Linked DNA regions of Mus musculus: regions 1 and 3 are each linked to region 2. A link is a contact called in public HiChIP or PLAC-seq and promoter capture Hi-C data. All regions are on one chromosome and are shown on one strand. The core of a region is the stretch at or near the end of the contact, and the rest is flanking DNA. Distances in the headings are between cores, read along the strand shown. Region 1 has its middle 22 kb from the start of Gm51973. Region 2 has its middle 5.5 kb from the start of Gm32369. Region 3 has its middle 26 kb from the start of Frmd6.

Evidence for each region. Promoter capture Hi-C pulls out the DNA fragments that hold promoters and counts their contacts. HiChIP or PLAC-seq counts read pairs in DNA pulled down with a chosen protein or histone mark.
Region 1: a contact with region 2 is called in an H3K27ac HiChIP or PLAC-seq map of embryonic stem cells, with 8 read pairs. The contact joins two enhancer-like sites. A contact is called at or near these places in 5 of 39 promoter capture datasets (the C10 cell line, the HPC-7 cell line, cranial neural crest and 2 more), 3 of 484 Hi-C or Micro-C datasets (the G1E-ER4 cell line, hematopoietic stem and progenitor cells and uterus) and 2 of 115 datasets of contacts at active chromatin or transcription factors (both in embryonic stem cells).
Region 3: a promoter capture Hi-C map of cranial neural crest shows a contact between it and region 2. The contact joins two enhancer-like sites. A contact is called at or near these places in 8 of 39 promoter capture datasets (the C10 cell line, cranial neural crest, embryonic stem cells and 4 more), 2 of 484 Hi-C or Micro-C datasets (the HL-1 cell line and nephron progenitors), 1 of 115 datasets of contacts at active chromatin or transcription factors (embryonic stem cells) and 1 of 9 other capture datasets (embryonic stem cells).

What each region holds. Positions count from the first base shown.
Region 1 is chr12:70,766,171-70,770,736 of GRCm38.p6, reverse strand. No RefSeq gene overlaps it. Among named protein-coding and RNA genes, the nearest start is that of Gm51973, 22 kb to the right of the region's middle. Within about 2 kb of position 1,831, at least 19 of the 459 cell types and tissues checked have an H3K27ac peak or open chromatin away from gene starts, as enhancers often do.
Region 2 is chr12:70,674,324-70,679,099 of GRCm38.p6, reverse strand. No RefSeq gene overlaps it. Among named protein-coding and RNA genes, the nearest start is that of Gm32369, 5.5 kb to the left of the region's middle. Within about 2 kb of position 3,124, at least 9 of the 459 cell types and tissues checked have an H3K27ac peak or open chromatin away from gene starts, as enhancers often do.
Region 3 is chr12:70,796,832-70,801,475 of GRCm38.p6, reverse strand. No RefSeq gene overlaps it. Among named protein-coding and RNA genes, the nearest start is that of Frmd6, 26 kb to the left of the region's middle. Within about 2 kb of position 1,540, at least 85 of the 459 cell types and tissues checked have an H3K27ac peak or open chromatin away from gene starts, as enhancers often do.

The sequences.
Region 1 (4,566 bases), core at 582-3,081, 93 kb before region 2:
TTTTATTTCTTGTTAAAAAATTTAAAACCCTAAAAGTTGGAAAATAGGGTGTACTGGCTGGTTTTGAGTGTCAACTTGACACAGGCTGGAGTTATCACAGAGAAAGGAGCTTCAGTTGGGGAAGGGCCTCCATGAGACCCAGCTGTAAGGCATTTTCTCAATTAGTGATTAAGTGCGACAGGGCCCATTGTGGGTGGGGCCATCCCTGGGCTGGTAGTCCTTCCTGGGTTCTATAAGAAAGCAAGCTGAGCAAGCCAGGGGAAGCAAGTCAGTAAGTCACATCCCTCCATGGCCCCTGCATCAGCTCCTGCTTCCTGACCTGCTTGAGTTCCAGTCCTGACTTTCTTTGGTGATGAACAGCAATGTGGAAAGTGTAAGCTGAATAAACCCTTTCCTCCCCAGCTTGCTTCTTGGTTTTGTGAAGGAATAGAAACCCTGACTAAGTCATAGGGAAACAAGTCCCAACGTCAGGTATCTCTTTAATAACTCAGCTAACTATCAGCTCACACCCTTTCCCACCGTTACTTCCGCTCATTTCTTGGCTACACTTTCATCATTGTTGACCAGTTTCTTCTTGGTCTCAGACCCTCAAAACCATGCCACGCAGGTTCATCACTGGAAGAATAGAAAGCTCTGTATCCTCACACTTTGCTGTCTCTACACGAACTGACCAGTCACAGAGACTTGGAAAGCAGCCATCACTGGCCAAGGATCATGGCGTACATTTACTGTTTGTTTGCACAGTGATTGGTGGACTTGCATCCACAGCTTCACACCGTGCAGCAACTCAGTTAATGAACTGAGGTAGACGAAATGCTATTGTTGGATGGGAAGCATCGCTTAGCAAACATTTGGCGTCTAAGCCACGTGCCTGCTTGTCCCTTGAGCAACGGAAACTGTCTCTAGATTCATAGTTGAATTCTTTTTACCACACCATGACCACAAATCTATAACTTTATCTCCTGTTCCCTTTGAGTTGGCATGACATCATGAGATATTTTCACTAATGTGTGTTCAGTAGTACTGTAATGATTAACGAAGTTGCTTCCCAGGGAGTAGGATTGCAGTAAAAGGCCAGCAGATGCCGTTTTGTTAGGAAGAAAGAGAAGACTGACCTGGCCAGAAGCAGGTTGATATTAGAAAGAAAATGGCCATGAAGTCAAAAAGTACACTTCCTGGCTGGGTGTGGTGGCGTGTGCCCTTAACCCCAGCACAAGGCAGAGGCTGGCGACTCTCTGAGTTCAAGGCCAGCCTGGTCTACAGAGTGAGTTCAGGACAACTAAGGCTACACAGAGAAAACCTGTCTCAAAAAACCAACCAACCAATCAACCAACCAAAAAACAAAAAACAAAAACAAACAAAAAAAACCAACCAACCAACCAACCAACAAACAAAAACAAGCCACACCCCCCCAGTCCATTTTCCAACCTTTAATGATGACCATGGTGACGGCCATCATAGCTAACATCTATTGAGTGCTCACTACAATCCAGTACTTTAAAAACAAATCTTTACATGACTTCACTTATTTTCTTCCTCATCTTCATTTGTTGTTTTGAGATAGGCTTTCCCCTTTTTACCTCTGGTTATCCTGAACTCACTTTGTAGGCCAGGTTGGCCTCAAACTCAGAGATCCGCCTAGCTCTGCCTCTCCAGCGCTGGGATAAAAGGCGTGGGCCACCACATTCAGCGCTTTCTTCATCTTGACATAGGCTCAGTGAGATTTATGGGTTCCGTGAGGTTATAGATCAGCTGTGGTACAGCCTGTGCTGAGACCCATTTCTGGGTAGAACTGTCCTTGACTGCTCTCTCTGCATGCTGCCTAGTGAGGTACTTTATCGATTGCGAAATCCTCTTATGTTTGCTGCTCTGAGGTGCTTAAAGGGATTGAGGCTGGAAGCAGGCTGCCCCCTCAATCACCTCTGTTAATTAAAAGCTGCAGCCGTTGTTGTTAGTCCTCGAGGGCTCTGGCTTGTGGGGTACCATGTCTGTTTTCTCACCTCACTAAGGAATGTTACCTCATAAACCAGATCCTTCAGGATAGGGGACCTAGAGGGTCTGGACTCTCCAGGGACACTTAGACTTTCTTCAGGATTTATAAGCTTTACAATAACTATTAGCTATAAAATAGCTGGGTAAGAAGGCATTTTCCCTTCTAGAATTAGTGTCATGATAGCAGGCATTGAAGACCACTCCAACCAGGAAGTAGAAGAGACTCTTCCTTAGCAGTACAACTGAAAACACAGCTCTCTAGTTAAACAGTTGGAAAATTCTAAACATCTCTTTAGTGAGATACCTAGGATTCTTCACCTAGATAGTGAAGTCACTGGTATGTCAGAATGGCCTGAGGGGTCTTCTGCATGAAATGTCTTTAATTTTTACGAACCTGTTATTTTCCATATTCTTTACTAAGGTGAGAAATCTGACTTTAGTTTTTACTCATTTATCATGTAGTAATATCTGGGAACTTATTGTGAGAAATGCTGGGCCCATGGCTCATCAACAAAACTGGAGATGAGCAGTGACCTTGAAGCTGTTTTCAGTCCCTGAGCCCAGGGCCAGGGGGCACTGATGAGGAAGGAGTCGGCAGCGCTTCCTCTTTCTGAGCCTGGCAGCTGCAACTCTTCTGTTCTCAGTGGGGTGCTTTATCTCTCTGATGGAAAGAGTGAGACCAGCCTCCCGCTTTTCCTCAGCTTCCTCCCAGCCCCTCACTTTTACCTACCTGGACACTGAAGGCTCTTGTTAGTTTATTAGAAAAATAAGGAAGTCCATTGGCAAAGTCAAAACCAAAACAAAGATGACATTGACCAATCAACCAACTAATGAAATACCATCCATTCAACTCTCCCTCCAATAGCCAATCAACCATTAACCAACCATTTTAAGAAGCAACAGGCACCAGCATCTTAAAACTCACACACAGTAATTGATATTCTCAGTGTGACTTCCTGAAATCACTTAACTTCTACCGAATTTGGCTTTTCCATCTGCAAATGGAATGAATAGCACTGTAAAGATTTAAAACTCTCTCTCTCTCTCTCTCTCTCTCTCTCTCTCTCTCTCTCTCTCTCTCTCTCTCTCTCACACACACACACACACACACACACACACACACACACACACACACATGTATTCTTTATACCTGATTCCCAGTAGAGTGAGAGCAGGTGGGGTGGGGCGGGAAGGGAGGTGAGCGATTTCACTCTCTAGCTCTCCATTCTGTGAATCCTGTCCTGGGTTTGGACACATTATCATCTGTGTTTGGAAGGGAGAGGGAGAAACCAGGAAGCCTGTACACTTGAGGGTTCCTTTCAGCAGGAGTGACCTCCACTGTCAGAAACAATGGCAGTGGCTAAGGTGCATGGTCCCCAGAGATGGTAACACCTGCACCAAGCTGACCATGTGGTGTGTGTGTGTGAGACTTTGTGAGTTTCCATTGTTCCTGAGAGATGTTTTGAGGTTGCATCTCTGATCTTCTAGAGTCTGCCAGCCTCTTTGATTTAATTCTCTACTGTTTGAAGTCGCCAGAGCTCTCTTGAGAACCGATAGGAACGGTGAATGGCTTATCTATCAGAGTTGGAGCTGGGACCAGCCTTTGATGATAATGACTTTAGGGGATCTGAGGCTCTTGCTTTTGGGAGATTTCCAGCCACTCACATCACTGTGTCTTCAGGGATGGAAAAGCTATCATCCCCCATTGGGTCTCATTCCTGCAAATCCTAGATGAATGTTCGGGGAGGGGGTATTCTGCTCCTTGTATTTCTAATTTCTATTTTTTGTTATATAACCAAATAGAGACTGCAGAACCTTCTATGTTAATTTTCAGCTTTTCCTTATGCTAGTTTTGTTAGGATCTGATGGAAATTCATTTTTTAAAAAATATCTAGAACTAAATTACAAGGAATAGTATCATCAGAATCATTGTCATTATCATCATCGTCATCACCATCACCACCACCACCATCACCATCATCACTGTCGTCCTTGTCATTATCATCTTTATTTCAATGCCAGAAAACATGATAATTAACAAAGAAAAAAGGGGGTGAAACTAGTCAGCTGGAATCTCCTTTCCAGCAGCCCCTGACTCCCAGGAGTTTCTATCCACTTGATGTAACCTAAGCCTCGCTTCGTTCTGCTGCATTTGAGGAAGGATAGGATCGTCACTGCAGCTGACATCAGTTTGAAGGACCCTTAAGGTCATCTCCTGGAACAGGGACAGGAATCAGGCTGGTGTCATTTGCACAATGCCACCAGGGATCAGAGGCTTCCTCCTCCATAGTTCCAGAAAAATGGTCTCATCTTTTTATAATGTGGCTTCAGAGAAAACCAACGGCTCTACATTTTCATGCTAAGGCTATTCTTATACCCCAGAGAGTTATTCCAACAATCTAAAAGCAGCTGCAACACCTATGATGTCTTTACTGTAGAAAAATAAGGCAGCCAGTGACCTCACCATCAACTCGGGCCATTGTGGTAGTTGTTACATCTTCTCAAAGAGTGTATCCTGTAAGGCTCTGTGTCCTAAAGTATGGACCCCGCTTCTCCTCAGCCTCACAGAGATGG
Region 2 (4,776 bases), core at 1,875-4,374:
TTTCTTACTGAAATGAGATTTTAGAAATATTGGATTAAGTGAAATATATTACTAAAATTACTTTAACCTCTTTCTCTTTACTCTCTCTCTCTCTCTCTCTCTCTCTTTCTAATGTCATGGATTTTGGGTACAGTTCAATGGCAGAGTACTTACCTAGCAAGCAAAAGGACCTGGGTGAATCTTCAGAATTACACACACACACACACACACACACACTCACATAAAATAGCTATTAGACTTTTAAAACATGCATTTGTGGCTCACATATGTGATTTGCATATTTTCTTAGCCAGGACTAGTACAGACAGAGACCTGTCCCCAAAAGCATTGTGGGTACAAACTTTGTGGAATGCTCAGCATGATAAGGGACATAGAAATTCTACAACAGTTTCAAAGGTTGTGGGAAACCACATATGCCATTACAAGGTGGCACTGGCTACCGCTGGCCACCATGCATAAGTTTGGGTAAACAGCCAATGTGTACATATGCAGTAAAGTTTTTCACCAAGTCACTGCCTGGCCCGGGCATGATAATGAGGCTCCATGAGGTACTGAGAGAGAATAACCAATCAGATGAGGAACATGCAAATGAGGTGGAAAGCATAACCAATCCGGGTGTGAGACACGCCTCTCCTAGGCCTATATAAGCAGCACCAGCTCTGGGCTTGGGGTCTTTTCGCCTCTGCAATCAAGCTCTCCCAATAAACGTGTGCAGAAGGATCCTGGTGTAGCATCTGCTTTGCTGGCGAGTCGGGCGCTCACAAGAAAAGGTGTTCTACCAGACCACTGCAGCAGTTTAAAATGACAGGAAAAGTCTTGACTCTCCACTGTCCAGAGTCAGGCATCACACTGAGAGCACTATGGAACAGCAAACATAAGCCATTTCTTCCCCTAAAGACATCTCAGAATGTAGACTAAAGAACCCAGGTAGTGAGTCAAAAGTAGAGCCAGGATTTTTTTCAAGGAACCAGGCCTGCTTAGGTAGGAGAACTTGGCAGCCTGATCAGACAGATCAAGAATAGCTATGGACTGCCTGTCAGTGCTGTGGCTTATCTCTCTCCTTCACAGTGAAGGATCGGCCTATTCGGGAGCTTCCTTAGATGTCAGGTATACGGCTTAGTTTGGAAGCAGATCTTAGGGGAAAGAGATAGACTTAGACTGGCTATGTTGGAAGGTAATCTTTCTGCAGTCCTTTGAACGAAAAGGGCCCCCACCGGCTCATAGGGAGTGGCACTATTAGGAGATGTGGCCTCGTTGAAATAGGTGTGGCCTTGTTGGAGGAAGTGTGATAATGTGGGTGAGCTTTGAGGTCTCAAGAGCTCAAGGCAGGCCCAGTGTCTCACTCTCTTTCTGCTGCCTGTGGATCCTAATGTAGAACTTCCAGTTCCTTTCCAGCACTGTGTCTGCCTGCATGCCACCATGCTTCCCACCATGATGGTAATGGGCTCAATCTCTGAACTGCTAGCCAGCTTCAGTGAAATGTTTACCATTATAAGAGTTGTCATGGTCATGGTGTCTCTTCACAGCAGTAGAAGCCCTAACTAAGACACTTCCCCTCTGGATGAAGAGACCTATTATGATACAAGATACCTTTAGCATATCTGAACTGGATGCAGAACATAAGATGGTGAACTTTGAACCTTGTGTGGTCAGTGAAAAAGAGTTCGGGGGGCCTTGAGAAGATGATCATGGTTTGCACAAGGGAGGCATGTATACACATTGTCAGAAGGTGGGTTTCAGTAATTCAAAATAAGAGCAAATTATTTGAAGATGTTGTCAACTGAGGGGCTGTGGACAGCTGATGGCTTCAGAGGGAGGAATAATTGGTTTTCTTTAAGAGCGTGCCCCTGGTAGGTTGACTACACTGCAGTGGATGATTCTACACCTAGGAGGATATGGGCAGCATAAACTGGGTTCCACGAGCTATGGTTAAAGACAAAACAAAACAAAACAAAACAAGACAAAACAAAACAAAACAAAACAAAACTCCATGACATTGGGTTGGTAGAGACGGGAGGATGGATCTAGAGAGAGTTGAGGGAAGGGTTAGCGTAAAAATGACCAAAATACACTGCACGAAATTCTCAAAAATTTAATAAAAATACATTTGAAACAAGAAACAAGTTTTTTCTACATGTGGATCCTGAGGTCGGAGGATTGCTAGAAATTTGAGGATAGGTAGGTGGGTGAGGTATGCAGCACCTGTCATGATAAGCAATGGTGAAAGGCAGGACTTTGCTCAAAATAACAAGAACAAGAGAAAAACCAAGCATTCACATCTCCATCTTTCAAACCTAGGTGGATCCTTCACTTGACTTACTCCATAGAACACGGCAGAGGTGATATTCAATTTCCAAGGCCAGCCCGCAAGACATTCTGTAGCTCCTGCTCTTATCCAGCTGTTGATAAAGTCTTCCACAAAAGGTCAGCTCAGGTGTCCCAGCTGCCCTGATCCCTGGAGTGACTCCCATTTAAACCTGTAGCTCACGAAGTGCATGTGTATGCAGAGGACAAGCCAGCAGAAGAAATCGTGGGTTTGTTAGCCCAGTGAGCCATGAGAAAGAATTCATTGAAGTAGTTTTAGGTCATGGCTGTTTATGATGTTTGCCCTGTAGCAATGTTTAACTGGCGCCTTCTGCTTACAAGGCCTGGATGTAGCTGATGGCAGTTTTCTGGTGAAAAGGCTTGGGATCCTACAGCAGCTGAGGTACTTTCACCACACTGCTCTCCACAGGAGCCTCTCTCCACATCATCTCTCACAGCGAGACAGCTGGCGTCCCTTAGAATGAGTGGCCTCAGAGAGGGAGGCTGTGGCAAAGATGGAGGCTGTCACATTGTTTATAACCTGACATCAGGCTGGGACAATCAGAAGCTATGTGAAGAGAATACTGTTAACTAGGACCCAGGAGCTTAAACATTTTCAGGTCCACATCATTTCCCAGGAAATCCGCTGTGTTTGAGAGGAGTAAATGTAATGGGAGCTTTAGTTTCCATTAGACAGGAAGTACTTGACTCTCAGTTTTCTCACCCGCCAAGTTAAGTGTCATGTCTGTGTCTGTGCCTGTGTTCCAGGGTTGTGGCGATTATATGAGAGGAGGCATCTGAGGACGCTGTCCACAGAGAAGTTGTTTGAAATCAAGGTTTGACTCTGACCTACATTTGTACTCCACTGTCACCATGGTGACTAGCCTAAGTCTTTATAATTCGTAGCCTTCAGTCTTTCTGTTCTGTTGGTTGCGGTCAGGATGGAATGCAGCTTCATATGTAAAAAAGTCTAGTAGAGTAGAGTACTGGCTCACAGTAGGTACTCAATGAGATTATCCTCCTTTAATATTTTTCATTTTGAATCTCTAATTTGCTCATTTTTTTTTAAAGGAAAGCCTTTGAGGCTTAAAGTTAAGGCCAAATATCAAAGCTGGTTATATTTCAGTAATTCATTCCAAATCTCACAATAACAACGGTTTCCAAGAAACCTAAAGAGATGGAGGCCCAAGGCACTGTCCAAGTTAGCCAGAGAACACTAGCCAACCCCTTGGTACTGAGATTAGCACGAGCCAATCCCTGACATCTCTAGCCTTGTGAGACACAAATCTACATCCCAGAAGACTTGAAATCATAGATCGAAAGGATGAAGGGGCTCAGGAGGTGAGAGCACCCCTCCTGAGCGAGCCTCGGCCATCACTAGTAACACATGGAGTTGAAGGGTAAGTAGCCCAGAGACTTCTTGACTTCTTCATGGGAATCGTTTCCTAGGAGTGGACAGTGGAAGATGATGAATAGAGGCCCCTGGGCCTTCAAGGGGTTAACTGTACAAGCTGAACATCAAGAGAAGGGAAAACAGGCATGGAAAACTTGACCTTTAAGGCTGGAGCCTGTCTCCAGAAGTACCAGCGCTGGGCAAGCAGAACTCCCTACCCCCATGCCCAAGGGACCCCGTGGGCCTTAAATGGCAAGCGATGAGCAGGTTGCACAGTGCTTCTGTATCAATGGGGACCAAGATAAATGTCAGCTGCCAGGCCTCAAAGACAGGCATGACAGAGCACTGTAGAGAAAAGTCACCACAGGCCGTGGAGGAGTCCTTTGGTCTCCCTGGTGGTCTCTAGCAGACCTTTTCTGAGGCTTCATGGTAGAAAAGGGAGCTGAGCAGGCTGGGATGGCAGCAGCTTCTGCCCCTCCTCGTGGCTCTGTACTGTCTTCTCTCGGGCAATCCTCAGGCTCAGCTCAACTATCTCTCCTCATAGGTTGTAGTGGAGGCTCTGCAGCAGCCCATCAATCTGACCTTACTCACAAACAGGTAGGAGACTCGGTTTCTCCCTCCCTCCCTCCCTCCCTCCCTCCCTCCCTCCCTCCCTCCCTCCCTCCCTCCCTCCCTCCCTTCTTCCCTCCCTCCCTTCTTCCCTCCCTCCCTCCCTCCCTCCCTTCCTTCCTTCCTTCCTTCCTTCCTTCCTTCCTTCCTTCCTTCCTTCCTTCCTTCCCTGCCTCTCCTTTTATTTTCCCCAGCTTACAAGTATATTGTAAAGTATATACTAGATCAGGGTTTTACAGCCCTGGAAAAGATGTCTACTACAGAGACTGTGCTCAGCATGAGTTTGGAGGCAGGCAGAGCCAAAGGACTGCAAGGGATAAAGTCAGGACTTTCTAGAGGAGGGAATGACACAGCAAAGCCAGAAAGGAAGAAGATATAGGGAAGAAGTGAGAAGGAAGAGTGCATTCTGGGAAAAAGGCCATGGCCACACCTACCAGCCTTGACTCCGGGTCTGCAGTAGAACGACTGAT
Region 3 (4,644 bases), core at 291-2,790, 120 kb before region 2:
TCATGTACTGCCAGCATCCAGAGTGGCCAACATGGGTCGAATTTTCACAATCTACTATATCTGGGTGTTTGGGTGTGTTAAGGCCATTTCCTCGATTGACTGTGAGGAACCACGAGGGCTGACTGGTCCATCCAGACAAAGGTTCTGCATTTAAAATTGCATTTCATTTCCTAAAACATGAGCAGAACTTCTTCCAGGATCGTTTTTTGTTTACTTTAACACCAATCTAGTCCTTTCTGGCATTCCATGTGCTAGAGCGCTGACTTCGCTTGTGTATCGAGGCCAGTCAGTTACTTTAAGTTTTCATCTGGCTTAATGGTATCCTATATCCTAGCACTTGGAAATTCAAGAGTAGCCTACACTATATTATTGCAAGACTTTGTTTAAATAAATACATAAATATTTTGATTTAACTCTTTTTTTTTGAGGACCAAGCATTATTTAGTCTCATTGTATTTTTCAAGAAAACTAAGGATTTTTTTCTTCTGAGACAGAGTTCCTCTGTGTAACTGGGGCTGTCCTAAAACTCTCTCTGTAGACCAGGCTGGCCTCTAACTCAGAGATTAAAGGGGTATACCACCACCCACCTTGTTTGAATTTTTCTTTATCTGAATATGTGTGTCCAAGTTAGTGTGAATGTACACTACATATGTGTGGGTTCCCATGGAGGGCAGAAGAGAGCATCAGATCCCCCGGGGCTGGAGTTTCAGATGATTGTGAGCCGTTTGACAGGGATGCTGGAAACTAAATTTGCTCCTCTGGAAGAGCAGCAAGTACTCTTAACCATGGAACTGATTTCCAGGAAGGAGAATAAAAACATCCATGGCAAACAAACCACCAAATGAATAATTGGTGGTAGGAAACTTTATCGAAGGGAGGTGCCCGTAAATGCACTTCTATGAGGATGCTTCCTGACTGGAGCCTCTCTGGACCCTCGCTCTTCACGGCCAGCGCAGCACTCAGAGTCTCTCAACTGGACAATCTGAGTGGTGCAGCTTCACTGACCTCATGACTCACCCAGATGTGGCCCCACTGGCAAAGGATGTAGGGAAATCGCCAGGTGTTGGTCGCCAGGTGAGCTGTACTCGTCAGTTGTGGCCATTGATTCCTGTTGTGTTCTAAAAGAACAGGCCTGGTTTACCTGATGCATGTCATGGTTACCCTCTTTGAGCTGGTCTCCTCTGTGACCACGTGAGCTTGACCCAGATGGGAAGTCTCTTCAGTTCTAATTTTAGCACCTCTGCCGGCGTTTGCTCTTAGCTATGCCTAGCAGATTCTGTCCCCCAACTATAAAGTGGGGGTAATCATATTGACCTACTTACACTGGTTTGCAAGGAGGGCTCTGTTGTATGTTTTCTATACCGTCAGTGTTTCCGAATTACATACATTTAAACTAATGGTTTGAAATGAATCGTTTTTGTGGACTTTTTTTTTTTTTTTTTTTTTTTTTTTTTGGTTTAGAGATCCCGGACACAGTGAGGAATAGCATCTAACCAAGCAGAGTTATCTAGCCTCCTGTGTGTTCTCATGAGGCTCCGCCCATCTCCCTGAACAGCCCTCAGGGTGGAGCAACCAGACATTCAAGTCTCTTTGGAAGCTCAGTTGGGTGACACAGGCCATTCTGGTGTGCTGTGGCACTAAGGGAGTTGATCCCGGCAGTAGCTCGGCCTTGGGTCGCAGGGGAGCAGCTCAGCACTGCAAGAAGCAGGCAAAGCGGCAAGGCAGAAAAGCCTGTAGCCCCGTGTAGTTGGATCAGTGGGAGTGGCAGGCCTATTCCCTTAGGGAGGCTACACGTCTAACTCCACACTTACAGCCTTTGAGTCACCCCCTCAAGCACAAATAACCAGGCTGCCAAAGTCACGTGTGGTGGTGAGATAACTTCAAAAAGTTAAGGCTTAAAAGGCAGCTTCCCTTGAGTGCTGAGTTGGACACAAACAGTGGCGTGGTTAAGTGCCACTCTGTGTTTAAAGTAAATTATACGGCAGCCCTGGAATGTGGCGCTGTGAAAGCCCCGTAGCAGCAAACAGCCTCGAGTTCACCAGCAAACTCTGGCAAGTCAGCTGGCTGGCTGGCTTGGATGCTACATCTTCCTCAGGTACCTATTTCTGTCTTGGAGGCCATCTCCAGAAGCAGCAGAACTTGAAGAAACGTGTGGGTGCATTGCGCAGCTCCGGAAATCTCGTGCTAGCAGCCGAGTGTATGTTTGCAGCATGGCTCGAGGTCTGTAGGTCCTCTATAGGACTGTAGTCACTCACTCTTCATCTACGGGGCCCTGGAAGGCAGCTCAGGCCCATTGTGACAGCAGAGGAATGGGTCTGGACATTATTCTGTCTTGGCATGTCCTGAAGGGACGGGACTTACACTGTTCAGGGGTGGGGAATCTCCAGCAGAAAAAGGCTCATGGAAAGAAGGGACGTTCCCAGGAGCTAGAAATGATGGTTGTGGACTGCTGGCTGCAGAAGCTGGCATTTTGAGGGTTCAGAGCTTAACTTACTTCTGAACAGAAGGGTACAGGGGAATCAGAGCTCTGTCACTTGAGATACTCTTGGGAATCACACGTTCTCAGAGAAAGAGACTCAGACTTCACCCCTCTGCCCTTGATCCTGGCACCCAGCCCCCATGCATGTGCCAAATCCGGGGAACTTTTCTTGAGGTCGGGGGAGAATCATTTCCCTATCTCCTCCTGAAGCTCCCGTGGTAAGCGACTGCTGGCATCTGTATTCCTGCTAATTAGCTGCCCTTGATGGATTTATTTCATCCAGTGGTAACTTCTAGAGATGTTCCCAGGCCAATTTAAAAGTGGAGTGCCCAAACCAAACTGAGTGGAAATCAGGTTTGGATGGCCTCCACTGAGCGGTCAGGCCAGTTCCCATGGGGTTTGAACTCTTCGTTCCCGGAGAGCAATAAAGTCGCAGAGAGAGATTTCAAGAAGAAATTCCACATAGACCATTTAATTCAGCTGCTCCATTTTGCAAATGAGGGAGCTGGGGGTTCATGAAGGTGAATAGCTCATCGGGCAGAGCTGGTCACACTGAAAAGAGCACAGAATGTACTGCCGACTACACGGGAAACGTGTGTGTCTAGGACAGTGTGGAGAGTCACCATGAGCAAAGGCCTCGGCTGTTACTCCAAGCTCAGTTTTCTTTGCACTTTCCGACTTTTTTTTTTAAATGGAGAAATGTTAAATTCCTACAGAAAACACATGAATTCCAGCTGTTGAGCTATTTCAGATATTCCAGAAAATAAAGTATAGAAAATTCAGATATAAAGTAGTTGACATAGTTTTGGTAGGGTGAGCTGCTTGGAAACACGAAGCTTCCCAAACATCTAGATAAATCTGTGTCCTGGGTTCTAATCACACCCTGACCACTTGCTATAGACCTTTGCGCTCTGAGTGTGGGGAGGTCTTGGCATCCACTCTCCTTTAAAAGTAGTAGGGGTCATGATGACAGAGAACTGCTTTATTGAGAAGAAATCATTCTTGTCATATTCATGATGTTTCCAAGTGGTATGTTTTCCTTTATATACTAGCCTCTGATTTGTCAAAGGGGAGATCTAGGATGTTCTTCTCCCCTCCCCTCCCCTCCCCTTCCCTCCCCTCCCCTTCCCTCCTTCCCTTCTTCCCTTGTCCTCTCTCTTCCTCCTTCTCATTTATACCTCAGCTAACATCCATCTGCAATAAGTGCTTATGTAAGGGACACTGTTAGCTAGTCACATGCTTAACTCAGACCTCCTGTGATTTATTAAACATAAGCATTTTTTCATATTGTGTTCAATTTTCTCACAGATATAAATAAATCCCCCATTTTAATATAAACATAAGAAGACTCTTTTTTTTTTTTTTAAATCGAATCAGGACCAGTCAGTGCGAAACTTATGTCATGAGAAATCTCTGATGTGTACAGAATAGCAGGCTCAAATGGAGCTGAACTAACCATCAAGGCATTCCGAAATCCCCAGATGCTCCATTGAGATTTTGTCTTATTATTGGAAATTCCTCAGGCACAGGGAGTCCCAGAATCACCTGGACTTTGTTACTATCACAAATGCATACGTCTATATACTGCATGTATGCACATAACAGGTAACTGTGAATTTGTAGTTACGCGATAAGATTTTCCAGAATGTACTGGAATAAAATTACTTCCATTTTGCTTCCATGATTCTGAAAAGTAGACTCCGCAGCATCATCTCCCCTACTGAATCCCATCCTCCTGTGGATTAATTGTTCCGATCCATGGCAGCACTATCTACCCAGCACCTCAGACCAGATGGCTGGCCGACAATTATGTCTGCTTGTTTTGTTTGTTTTCTGTGCTGGGGTCAGAATCCAGAGCCTTGCACATGCTAGACAAGTGTCTGCCTCTGAGCTGTGACTCCAAACCCTAGAAGTCAGTCCCCTCAACATTCTTCTTACTCGACTGGCACAGAGACCTGCCGATTCCAGTTCCAAAATGTGCTTTGCGTTCTCTCTCCACCTCCATTGCCTCTGTTCTTCCTAAGCCACCACTGGGTCATGGGCCACTCTCCTACAGCCTCCCAATCCATTTCCATCCTCTATACTTGACTCTATATAACCTGTGTTGTTCATAATGACCAGAGAAGGTATAAGATGACAGAGACGTGAGCAAATGGGCACCTGCT